2 separate regions of the Mus musculus genome follow, and region 1 is linked to region 2. The links are chromatin contacts, called in public HiChIP or PLAC-seq maps. All regions are on one chromosome and are shown on one strand. The core of a region is the stretch at or near the end of the contact, and the rest is flanking DNA. Distances in the headings are between cores, read along the strand shown. Region 1 overlaps Gm34289 (a long non-coding RNA gene). Region 2 holds the start of Smu1 (smu-1 suppressor of mec-8 and unc-52 homolog (C. elegans)).

Evidence for each region. HiChIP or PLAC-seq counts read pairs in DNA pulled down with a chosen protein or histone mark.
Region 1: an H3K4me3 HiChIP or PLAC-seq map of embryonic stem cells shows a contact between it and region 2, with 10 times the contacts expected there. The contact joins the enhancer-like site here to the promoter of Smu1 in region 2. A contact is called at or near these places in 20 of 39 promoter capture datasets (the 3T3-L1 cell line, 3T3-L1-derived adipocytes, the C10 cell line and 14 more), 3 of 15 datasets of contacts at CTCF or cohesin (CD8 T cells, the NIH/3T3 cell line and pro-B cells), 12 of 484 Hi-C or Micro-C datasets (B cells, the C2C12 cell line, CD8 T cells and 6 more), 36 of 115 datasets of contacts at active chromatin or transcription factors (the 230-238 cell line, CD8 T cells, DN3 thymocytes and 23 more) and 4 of 9 other capture datasets (adipose tissue, liver, macrophages and 1 more).

The regions. Positions count from the first base shown.
Region 1 is chr4:40,895,311-40,900,716 of GRCm38.p6, forward strand. It overlaps Gm34289 (a long non-coding RNA gene), which reads left to right. Exons shown (of 4, transcript XR_001784553.1): 4 at 4,702-5,061. Among named protein-coding and RNA genes, the nearest start is that of Spink4, 22 kb to the right of the region's middle. Within about 2 kb of position 3,346, at least 36 of the 459 cell types and tissues checked have an H3K27ac peak or open chromatin away from gene starts, as enhancers often do. A contact at or near this core is called in adipose tissue, bone marrow-derived macrophages, differentiating embryonic stem cells and 3 more, where this site is marked.
Region 2 is chr4:40,754,856-40,759,800 of GRCm38.p6, forward strand. It overlaps Smu1 (smu-1 suppressor of mec-8 and unc-52 homolog (C. elegans)), which reads right to left and starts at 3,030. Exons shown (of 12, transcript NM_021535.4): 1 at 2,922-3,030; 2 at 772-982. The coding sequence starts at 2,947.

The sequences.
Region 1 (5,406 bases), core at 2,096-4,595, 140 kb after region 2:
TGCAGAGTTCTCACTCTCACTTGCCAATCCCTCCTTATTCTGATCATTAGTGTAGTTAATAATTCCTTAGGTTAAGCTTTCTCTATTTGAATTACTTTATGGCTTCTCTTCTACAATTGGAACTTAACTGGTAGAGGAACTGAGATATATAATGTAGGCTCCCTATCTGACTGATTAGAGTTTATCGTGTATGGAGCAGGTGGACTGGAGTGTAAAAGAAGCCATTCTTTAGAACAAAAGAGAAGAATGAAATAGGTTCTGAGTTGGGCATGAAGGTACATGCATATAATCCCAGCACTTAGGAGGCAGGGGCAGGAAGATCAGGAGTTCAAGACTAGTCTAGCTTACATAGGAAGTTCAGGTCAGCCTGGGCTACAAGAAAGCCTACTCTCAAAAAGCAAATGAAATATAATCATCATCACAGATGCTGGAGAGAGGGCTCAGCAGTTAAGAGCACTTGCTGCTCTTGCAGAGGACTGGGGTGTTTCTCAGGATCTACCTGACAATGAACAACCAGCCGTACCTCTAGTTTCTGGGGATCTCATGCCCTCTTCTGGCCGCTTCAAATCTGCACCCACATGGTGCACATACACAAAGCCAGACAAATATTCAACACATTAAAAAAGAATAAATCTTAAAAACAACTACAAAAAGAAATAGATGCTGAAACTCCCAGGTAGTCTAATAATTTGAATAATTAATCCCCAAACTTACACTAGCTTTAGTTTATTTTTGTAGTTTTTAACCAGAAGAGTCTGACTGAGAGATGCTGTCTCTTCACAGTCTCTATCACTTCAACAGATCCACCTTCACTGTTTTCTGCTCTTCCTTGGGTACTGAGAAGTTAGCTGAAGAGTACATAACCCTCTGCCTTCCAGTTCAGTTCTGCTAATCAGTGATGCTACAAGATATGAGAGGTGTCAAGGTGCTTACTATTCCCTAATTCCACTCCAATCCCTCCCCCCCCCCCCGGACCCTCCACTCCCAACCTACCCCCGCCTTCACCCCACCCTACTCCCCACTTTCAAACACCCCCGTCCCTCTATGCCCACCCTACTCCATCCTTCAAACACCCTTGCCCCTGACTCCTTACTCCTGTCCCTACCTCTGCCTGCACTTCCACCTCTCCCACCCCGCCCCCATTCCTACCACCACCACCACCACCACCACCACCACCACGCCTCCCCCATCCACCCCTTTCCTGACAGACTGCCTGGCAGGTATCAGTGCATAATATCTCCTAAAAATCCCTGTCTGCCCTGCTCTCCCAGAACGGCTTCTGCCAGGCCTCCTGGGAGGACATCTCTATCCTAGGACACTGGTCCCAAGTCCTCACAGGTTCTCATTTGTTTGTTACTTTAACCTCACTGGAACCTCTGTAACAGTCCCTGCATCAGATCCTCAGGGAGGGATGAAGAAGCCTCAGCTGATATTCCAGCAGAGGAGGGGAGTGAGGGTTTAGGATACCTAACAGAGAGATGGAGATTTCTGACATACATAGTCAACTGTAGTAAAATTTAAGAAAAAAAAAAAAAGCTTTTAGAGGCGGGCTGTTTAAATTATCGATTCATACTATTCCACAGTTTCCTTATTAACTGAGAGGGAGATTGTGGAAAGAACTTCCTCAATCATAATGAAGGATTTAGAAATCTCGGGGCCAGAGAGGTGGCTGGACAGCCAGGAGCTGGCAAGCCAACAACGGAAGATGGATCCCAGGCCGAACACGGCAGCAGTGTTACAGGCCTGGCTGTGAGTCTAGAGGGCTGACAGTTAGTTTCCAGGTTCTCGTGCCGCCTCCCTGGATTAGTTCTTTGTCTTTATTTTATGTGTACGTGGGCTTGGCCTCCATGCCTGTGCACCACATGGATTCTTGGTGCCCACAGAGGCCAGAAGAGGGCAATGGATTCCCCTGGTCATTGTGAGCAGCCCTGTTGGAGCTGGGAATCGAATCCAAATTCTCTGGAAGAGCAGCCAGTTCTCTTACCCACAGAGCCGTCTCTCCAGAACATACCTCGTAGGAGTTGTACAGAGACGTGTGGAAAGTTACAAGAAATGGAAGAGCTTGTTAAGGGAGAGGCCCAGAGGAGCCCAGAGGCATCCCAGGCCTTCCCAGGGGCCTGGCTCCCACAGGCCATTAACATAGTACCCTCCCCCTCCACGTTCATAAACTTGCCTGTTTCTCAAACATGCTCTGAAGGGAGGCAGGTGGGCTCTGGACTGCCAGTCTCTTGTTTCCGCTTTCCTGCTGCCTTTAGTAAGTTAACCTCTAGAACCCTCTTCTCCCTTCCCACTTCCTATTCTCCTGCCTCAGAAGGTGAGAGTCAACTCCTGCAAATGGTCCTCTAACTTCCATACAAGCACTGTGGCATGTGTCGCACACTTACACAAAATGAATGAATAATGTAATTTAAAAAGATTTTTAAAGGGGGAAAAAACCCTCTTAGAGATCCCAATTTTGGCTGGAGAGATGGCTCAGCGGTTAAGGGCAGACTGCTCTTCCAAAGGCCCTGAGTTCAAATCCCAGCAACCACATGGTGGCTCACAACCATTGGTAATGAGATCTGTCACCCTCTTCTGGAGTGTCTGAAGACAGCTACAATGTACTTACATCTAATAAATAAATCTTTAAAAAAAAAGAAAGAAAGAAATCCCAATTTCTCTATATTGAGAGATGCATATCTGTCCCTACAACAGGGACATGGCTGGTTAACTTACAATCATAGTATGCAAGGCTCTATGATTAGCCAAAGAATGACACCTGAACTCAAATAGTTTATAAACACAAAGAGTATTTTATTCTGTGAAGTCCAGCATGCTGGGGTCTCCCCATTACCAAGACAGAGAGAGAGAGACAACCAAGTGAGCTTGCAGGTCAGATCTAAAGCACGATAGGGGATTCCAGAGCTGGTGACCTTTATCCTACTCCATCTGTGGGGTCTCGAAACTGCTGTGTATTATAAAAAAAGAAAGGAAGAACCAGGAATATGTTTGATAGAGGTGCGGTATGGTGCAGGGTACGGGCATGCCTCTACAGACTCAAGCTGTTCGACAGCCATCCGACAGATATAGTGTGGAATAGTTTGTTTAGGGCACGGGAAGGGGAGTTGAGGGAGGAGAGACAGAGAAAAACAGAGGAGGGAGAGAGAGAGAGAGAGAGAGAGAGAGAGAGAGAGACTGGCCATGAACACATGGAGAGAGAGTGGGGAGGGGAATGGGGAGGGACAGAAGAAAGAGTAAGAGAGTAAGAGAGTGAGGAGGGGGCAAGCAGCCTCTTTTATACTGAGTGAGGCCTACCTGGCTGTTGCCAGGTAACTGTGGGGCAGAGCCTAGAAGGAATGCTAACACAAGGTAGGCGGCCTTTCCTTATCTTACTCTGTCTCCAGGGGGATGGGGGCTGGAAACTGTTACTGGGGAGGTCTGGAAACTTGCTGACCCATTGTCCTTGCTTCAGGCCAGGTTGCAGGGAAGCTTCTGATAGTTGCTGACTAGCTGCCCGAAGACTGAGGTTTTTTTTCTAGTAACTGGCATGCCTGGGCTTGCTTGGACTTGCCCAGTTCTTAGGCCTAGTCTCCTAGGCTGCCAATTTGAAGCCAGTCATGGAGTCAGCCGGTCTCATCATTATAGCGTGTTAATTATGATTGCAGCAATTCTAATAGTGAAGCGTTTATAGTGTGCTAGGTGAAAAAGTAAGGCACGTAATGTATAGCTATTATAATTTCAGTTATGTTAAATGTGGACAAATACACATGGAGCAGGAAACGTGTAAAAAAATTTTTTTTCACCAAAATGTATAGCAGTTGTTATTAGGGAGTGAGTTTGCAGGGGGAGGGGGAGCCTATTTTCCTTCTTCAAAAATTGTACTATTATTTTTATATATTTATTTAGAGTGTGTGTGTGTGGGGGGGTGTTATTTAAGTGCTTTTATGTGCATGTAGAAGCCAAAGGACAACTTGGGGGAGTTAGTTCTCTCCTTCCATCATGGGGATCCTGGGGGATTGAACTTAGGTCTTCAGACCTGGCAGCAAGCCCCTTTACCCACAGAACCATCTCACAATTCCCAAAGCTGTTTTCCTTTTTAGGCAGAGCTTTGTTTCTGAAGAGAACACTCGTCCCATGCTGGTTCCTTCGCCAGGAACAGCCTGACCTTGGCAACTCCCATCCAAGGAATAGGCCTCCTCTGATACACTGTTGACTAGGCTAGGGGTGGAGCCCTAAGCAAACTGGGTAAAATCTCTCCAGAAAGGGGTCAGGTGAGCCAGGTTTTGTGGGCACACTTGTAGTTCTAGTACTCTGTAGGGTTTAGAGTTTAAATGTAGTCTGGACTATTTAGTTAGAAGACATCCAAGAAAAGAAGGAAGACGAAGAAGGAAGACGGAAGAGGGAAGGGGGCGGGGAGAGAAGGAAAGGAAGAGAAAAATGAGGAACAACCCAGCTTAATACCCCTCTTCCTTTCCATGTAAATATAGGCATGCCTGCCTTTCTCTGAATTTTTGAATAGAATTAAGACATCTACTTCCCCGTGGACATTAGGAGATTATATCTGCTCTGGTTCTCTGGAGAATGTGGGCATATTCTCCAGCTGAAAGCTATACCTCTCCCTGGGCCAGGAGCAGGCAAAGTGCTGCAGGGAGGGTCTTGGTGTGTCTATATGTTTTATTTTGTCAGGCTTATCCATGTCACAGTTTTCTGCTTCCTTTCCAGTTGTTTGCTGCTCTCCTGAGATAGGCAGCAGCTACAGTGTTTGAATAAAAATGGTTAGTTGGGAGCCAACTCTCAGCAGAAAGCAGCTATCTTCTCTACATCCATCTTGGGCTATTTACTTACAGGTTGGTACTTTTCCACCATGACAAGAGGCTTGTTTTCCTAACATGATGTTTTTGCAAGCAGCCCACCACAGCTGAACACACTCTGATAACATTCTGTTTTTCTCAGACACATCCTGGACTTGTGGTTAAGTGTCTCCAGCTGCACTCCCCAGATTGTGTTTATATACCCAGAGTTGCCTTTCAATAAATGAGACTTGATTAGACTGCCTTGTCACTATTCTTTGCGTCTCTTGCCCCTCCATCTCTACTCTCTGCCTTGCAGACCCTGTTGACTGACCCGCCGGCCAGGTCAATGGTTCCCATAGGTCCATATGTTTGAATGCTGGATTCACCATAGTTGGACCTGTTTGGAAAGGATTGGGAAGAGGTGTGGCTTTGTTGGAAGAGGAGTGTCATTGGCGATGGGCTTTGAATTTTCAAAATCTAGCCAATTCCCAGTTAGCTCTCTCTGCCTTGACCTTGTAGGTGAGATGTAAGCTCTCAGCTACTACTCCAGCACCATGCCTGTCTGCCTGCTACCATTCTCCCCACCACAATAGTCACAGACTCCGTAAGCCCCTATTAAACACTTTCTTCTATA
Region 2 (4,945 bases), core at 1,780-4,279:
AGTGCTGAGGTTAAAAGTTTGAATCATCATCTGTGTGTTATTTTATGTTATTTTATAATAATTAAGTCGATGTCTGTGCTAGGGTCAGAGCTTATAAAACCCTTAGAAACAAACAAACACAAACAAAAAAACAGAGAGAGAGAGAGGAGAAAAAATGCAAATGGACTAAATAAATATGCCCTGCCCCTGTATACCCCAACATAGTAGAGCCAGTACGTAAAGTAAGAGAAATCTATGTCAGACTTAGTGGTGTGTGTTAATTCCTGGTGGTCAGTGCCTGAACTGAATCACATGATATGATTTAATATTAGAATATTTTTTTCTCTCTCTCTTTTCTCTCTCTCTCTGTCTTTCTTTCTCTCTCCCTCCCTCCTTCCTTCCCTCCCTCCCTCCCTCCCTCCCTCCCTCCCTCCCTCCTTCCTTCCTTCCTTCCTTCCTTCCTTTCATACAAAGTCTACTCCTGGCTGGCCTGGAAAGCATTATGTATACCACCTGGCCTCAAGGCCATGCTCAGCTTTAAACTATTTCATTTAATGACTACCTAAAAGTAATCTCAGTTTCCCTGGGTCTGATCTTCAAAACCATACCAAGAAATAATTTCAGTTTGGGAAAAATCTTGAATCTTCCAAAAGGGAAGAAAGAAAGAAAGACCCTGCTGTGTCTTGACAGGTACATCTTACATGCAGTTAATCCCTAAGTGCTTAAGAGAGACTCACTGATGCTTCCCAATTAAGGGCCCGACCAAAACCGTCAACATCACCTCACTCTTACCTGTTCATAGAGATCAATAAGGGTTTTGTCTGGCAATTTCAGAGACTGTATAGCCTGTAAAACAGTATCCCAATGGCCACTATTAATATCAGCCACGAAACTTTCAATGCTGTCCACAGTATTCAGAGAGACAGTAGTTTCCTCCTGTAAGGTGGCCAGTGCCCGATGTAAACTGTTCTCCTTCAAGTACTGCATGATTAGTCGGATCACACTGAAAGAAAGAAAGAAAGTCATTTAGTCTGGAGATTGAAAGGAAGTTGGTAGCCATTATTATTCTGATCACTAGATCTACTGGACATTTGTGTGAAATACTTTAAACCTGAAATAGTTAATGACATTTTCCTTTTTAAATCAACTGGCCAGGCAGTAGTGGCACACTTCCTTAATCTCAGCATTCAGAAAGCAGAGGCAGGTGGATCTCTGAGGCCAGTCTGGTCTACAGAGTGAGTTCCAAGACAGCAAGGACGACACAGAGAAACCCTGCCTCAAAAAAACAAAATTAACAAATTGAGTCATCTAAAATGCTATAAAAAAATCTGGTCTGTTAAAAAATTGAGTTCTAGCATTCTGGAGGCAGAGAAAGAAAGGAAGGTGAATCTCTCTGAGTTTGAGGCCAGCCTGGTCTACAGAGTGAGTTCCAGGACAGCCAGGACCCTGTCTTAAAACAATAACAACAACAATAATAATAACAATAATAATATGAACATGCAGTTATTCCTCATATAGAAGGGTATTCAAGACTCAAAGATTGGTCGTTAAGGCTATTATTAGACCTCAGGGTAAAATATCCTTTGCAGTTCCTGTCCCGACTAACATTATCCAACACGTTTTGTCGCTGTTTTATTTTTCTACACAGGGACCATCTGTTACTGCGTCATATTTTATTTACTGTTTTTGTCTACTGTCTGCCTCCCGCAATCAAAGCATATATTCATTTAAAGACGATTTATAAAGCTGGGGGTTGGCACACGTCTTTAATTCCAGCACTCCGGAGGCAGAGGCAGGTGAATCTGAGTCTGAGACTCACCTGGTCTACAGAGTGAGTTCCAGGACAGCTACGGCTTCACAGAAAACCTTGTCTCAGAAGCAAAACCCAGGAAAAAAACGACTTACATATAACTGAGTTAAAAATATGTATCTCACCGGGCGTGGTGGTGCACGCCTTTAATCCCAGCACTTGGGAGGCAGAGGCAGGCAGATTTCTGAGTTCGAGGCCAGCCTGGTCTACAAAGTGAGTTCCAGGACAGCCAGAGCTATACAGAGAAACCCTGTCTCGGAAAAAAAAAAAAAAAAAAATATATATATATATATATATATATATATATATATATATATATATATCGCTATGAAGAGGCTCAGGCTGGACTCCAGGCCTTCCTACTTGCCCATTTAATACTGCGATCATAGACGTGCATACTTCACATCCAGCTTCAGTCTTAAAAATACATAGCAGGTTTCAGACTCCGCCGACTTAATTAATAAACCTTGCTTTTCTGCAGATCTTCAGAACATGCGTATCTCTCCCCTCCACTCAGAACACAGCTGTTTGCTAATTTCATAATTTAATTTTACTTTTCAAAAAATAAAAGGCGGTGGGTGGAGTCCTGGGGAGTCCAAGCAAGACTCTTCAGTCACTCACTCCCCGCCCACCTGGCTCCTCGTCGCCGTCCCCGCCTTCACTAAGTCTCATTCTTCTGACTCAATCAATATTCAAATTCTGTGTCCACAAAGAGGTTCTCTCTCTCTGCAAATTGCAAACCAAATCAATACACCACACTGGATCTAATCAGATAGGAGAAGCAGCAGAGTCTTTGGGGTAACTAGTGCTTGGACCAGAAGGAAGAGCTGAGGGACTGGCGGACACCCGGGCAGCGCCGAGGGCGGTGTGGCTAGCAGAGGAAACCACAGTAGTCAGGTCTACTCGGTGTGCCCCAGCACAGCCCGACGCCGGGGCCCAGGGGCTCCAGACGGCCCGCCCCACGGCTGCTCTCTCGCGGGCCCATCTAAAGAGGGAGCCAACCCGGAAAGTGCTTCGAGGCCGCAACCTCCGGCGCGCAGCTCCCCCTCCAACGTCCTCCGACCACCCTCCACTCCACCCCACGCCACGCCGCGAACACGCCACGCCGCGAACACGCCACGGCAGGACTCACTCGGAAGACTCGATTTCGATCGACATAGCGGTAACGCTCCGGGTCCAGGCCCCACTCAGCACACAGCCGGTCGCACAACGCCGCGCGACACTTCCGGCGGCCGCGCTGCGACACTTCCGCTCCGTTAGGGTCTAAAGGGCGAAGGAAGAACACGCCCAGGTGGGCGGGGCGTGAGGGGCGGGGCCTCGCGAAAGCGTGGCAGGACTACGAATGCCCATCGGTTTCGCGAACGTACACACAGGTGGAGTCTTTCTACAGCCTTGGCTGTCCCGCCCTCCTCTGCCTCCCTAATGCTAGGATTAAAAGTGTGCGCTATCGCGCTCAGATCCAGCTAAGAATTAAGTTGGAAAAAGCTGCGGTTACGGAGAAAGAAATGTAACCAAATGCGAAGTTATAACAGATCTGAGACTCCTTTCAATATAGAGTTTAAATCATACCTTACTGGTATGGCATGACAGAGCTGAGGACATAGCTCAGTGATCAGAGTGTTTACCTAGCAAGTCAGACGCCCTGGTTCAATCCCCACTAATAAAAAACCATACATAAATATTGATGAATTTTATAAATAAAGGCTAGGGAAAAGGTGGGATGGACATGCAGCTTATAGCTGGCTTCAAACTAATTATATAGTTGAAGATGCCCCTACTTTCCAAGGGCTAGAATTACAGATGGCATCACAGTGCTTATCTCCAATAAGAGCTATTTTAAAATTCTATTGACAAAGTACATATATATGTATACACTTATATATATATACATATTCATACATATACATATACATATATATACACACACACAACACAGTGGCATGTCTATCTTGTGAAATTACATATTGAGATAGTTTAGGGATTTCTAATGGCTCTTGTCTACCTTCCACACAATTTCTTTACAGTCTCCTTTTTTCCCCCCAGTGCTAGGTATCAAAACCAGAGCCTTTCAATATAGCCGCTCATATGCTGTTTATGTTTTCATTTTTACTTGATTTTTGTTTGTTTGTTTTGTTGTATTGTGTTTGGTTTTTGACACAGGATTTCTCTTTGTAGCCCTGACTGTCCTGGAACTTGTTCTGTAAGCCAGGCTGGCCTTGCTGCCTGCCTCTATTCCTGAGTGCTGGGACTAAAGGAGGGAAATTTTTAAAAAGAGTCGTTTGAAACTAAGTAGAGAAAATGACATATGCTACTGTTACAATGAATGGGATCTTCTAAGGTGCTTGGATTAAAGAGGTGTATCACCATGCCCAGCTCTTTCACGTTTCAAATCACCTATTTCCCATCAACTCTAAAGAACACAGTCTCAGCCAAGCAGTGGTGGCACACCCCTTTAATTCCAGCACGGTGGAGGCAGAGGCTGGAAGCTCTGTGAGTTCAAGGCCAGCCTGGTCTACAAAGTGAGTTTCAGGACAGCCAGAGAAACCCTATCTCAATAATAAGTATAATGACTTCTGAGATAGTCTCATTCAGAGCACAGCATAGGAATTTATTTCTTTCTTCTTTTCTCTCTCTCTCTCTCTTTCTTTCTCTCTCTCTCTCTCTCTCTCTCTCTCTCTCTCTCTCTCTCTCTCTCTCTCCCTTCCTTCCTTCCTTCCTTCCTTCCTATCTTTCTTCCTTTGTTTCTTTCCTTTGTTTGTTTGTTTGTTTTCTGAGATTGTGTTTCTGTGTCTCCATGGCTGTCCTGGGATGAGCTGATTCTCCCCTTCCATCACTTGGAAGAATATTGAAGGGAAGATTACAAAATATTGGGAGGTCCCTGAGTCAAGTACTGCTGAGAACATACTGCAGAAATCCCTATGAGAAATGGTTCCAACAGGCAGGCTAGATAGTGCAGGCCCCTAATGCCAGGTACTCAGGAAATAAGGTTAGAAGATCACAAATTCAAAGCCTTCTCAGGCTACAAGGAATTCAAGGGCAACTTAGTGAATGCCTATCTAAAACTAAAAGGTGGGAGGAGGAATGACGATGTAGCTCAGTGGTAGAACTTGCACAGCATGTACAAGGTTATGGGGTAAATCCTCAGTACTTACTACA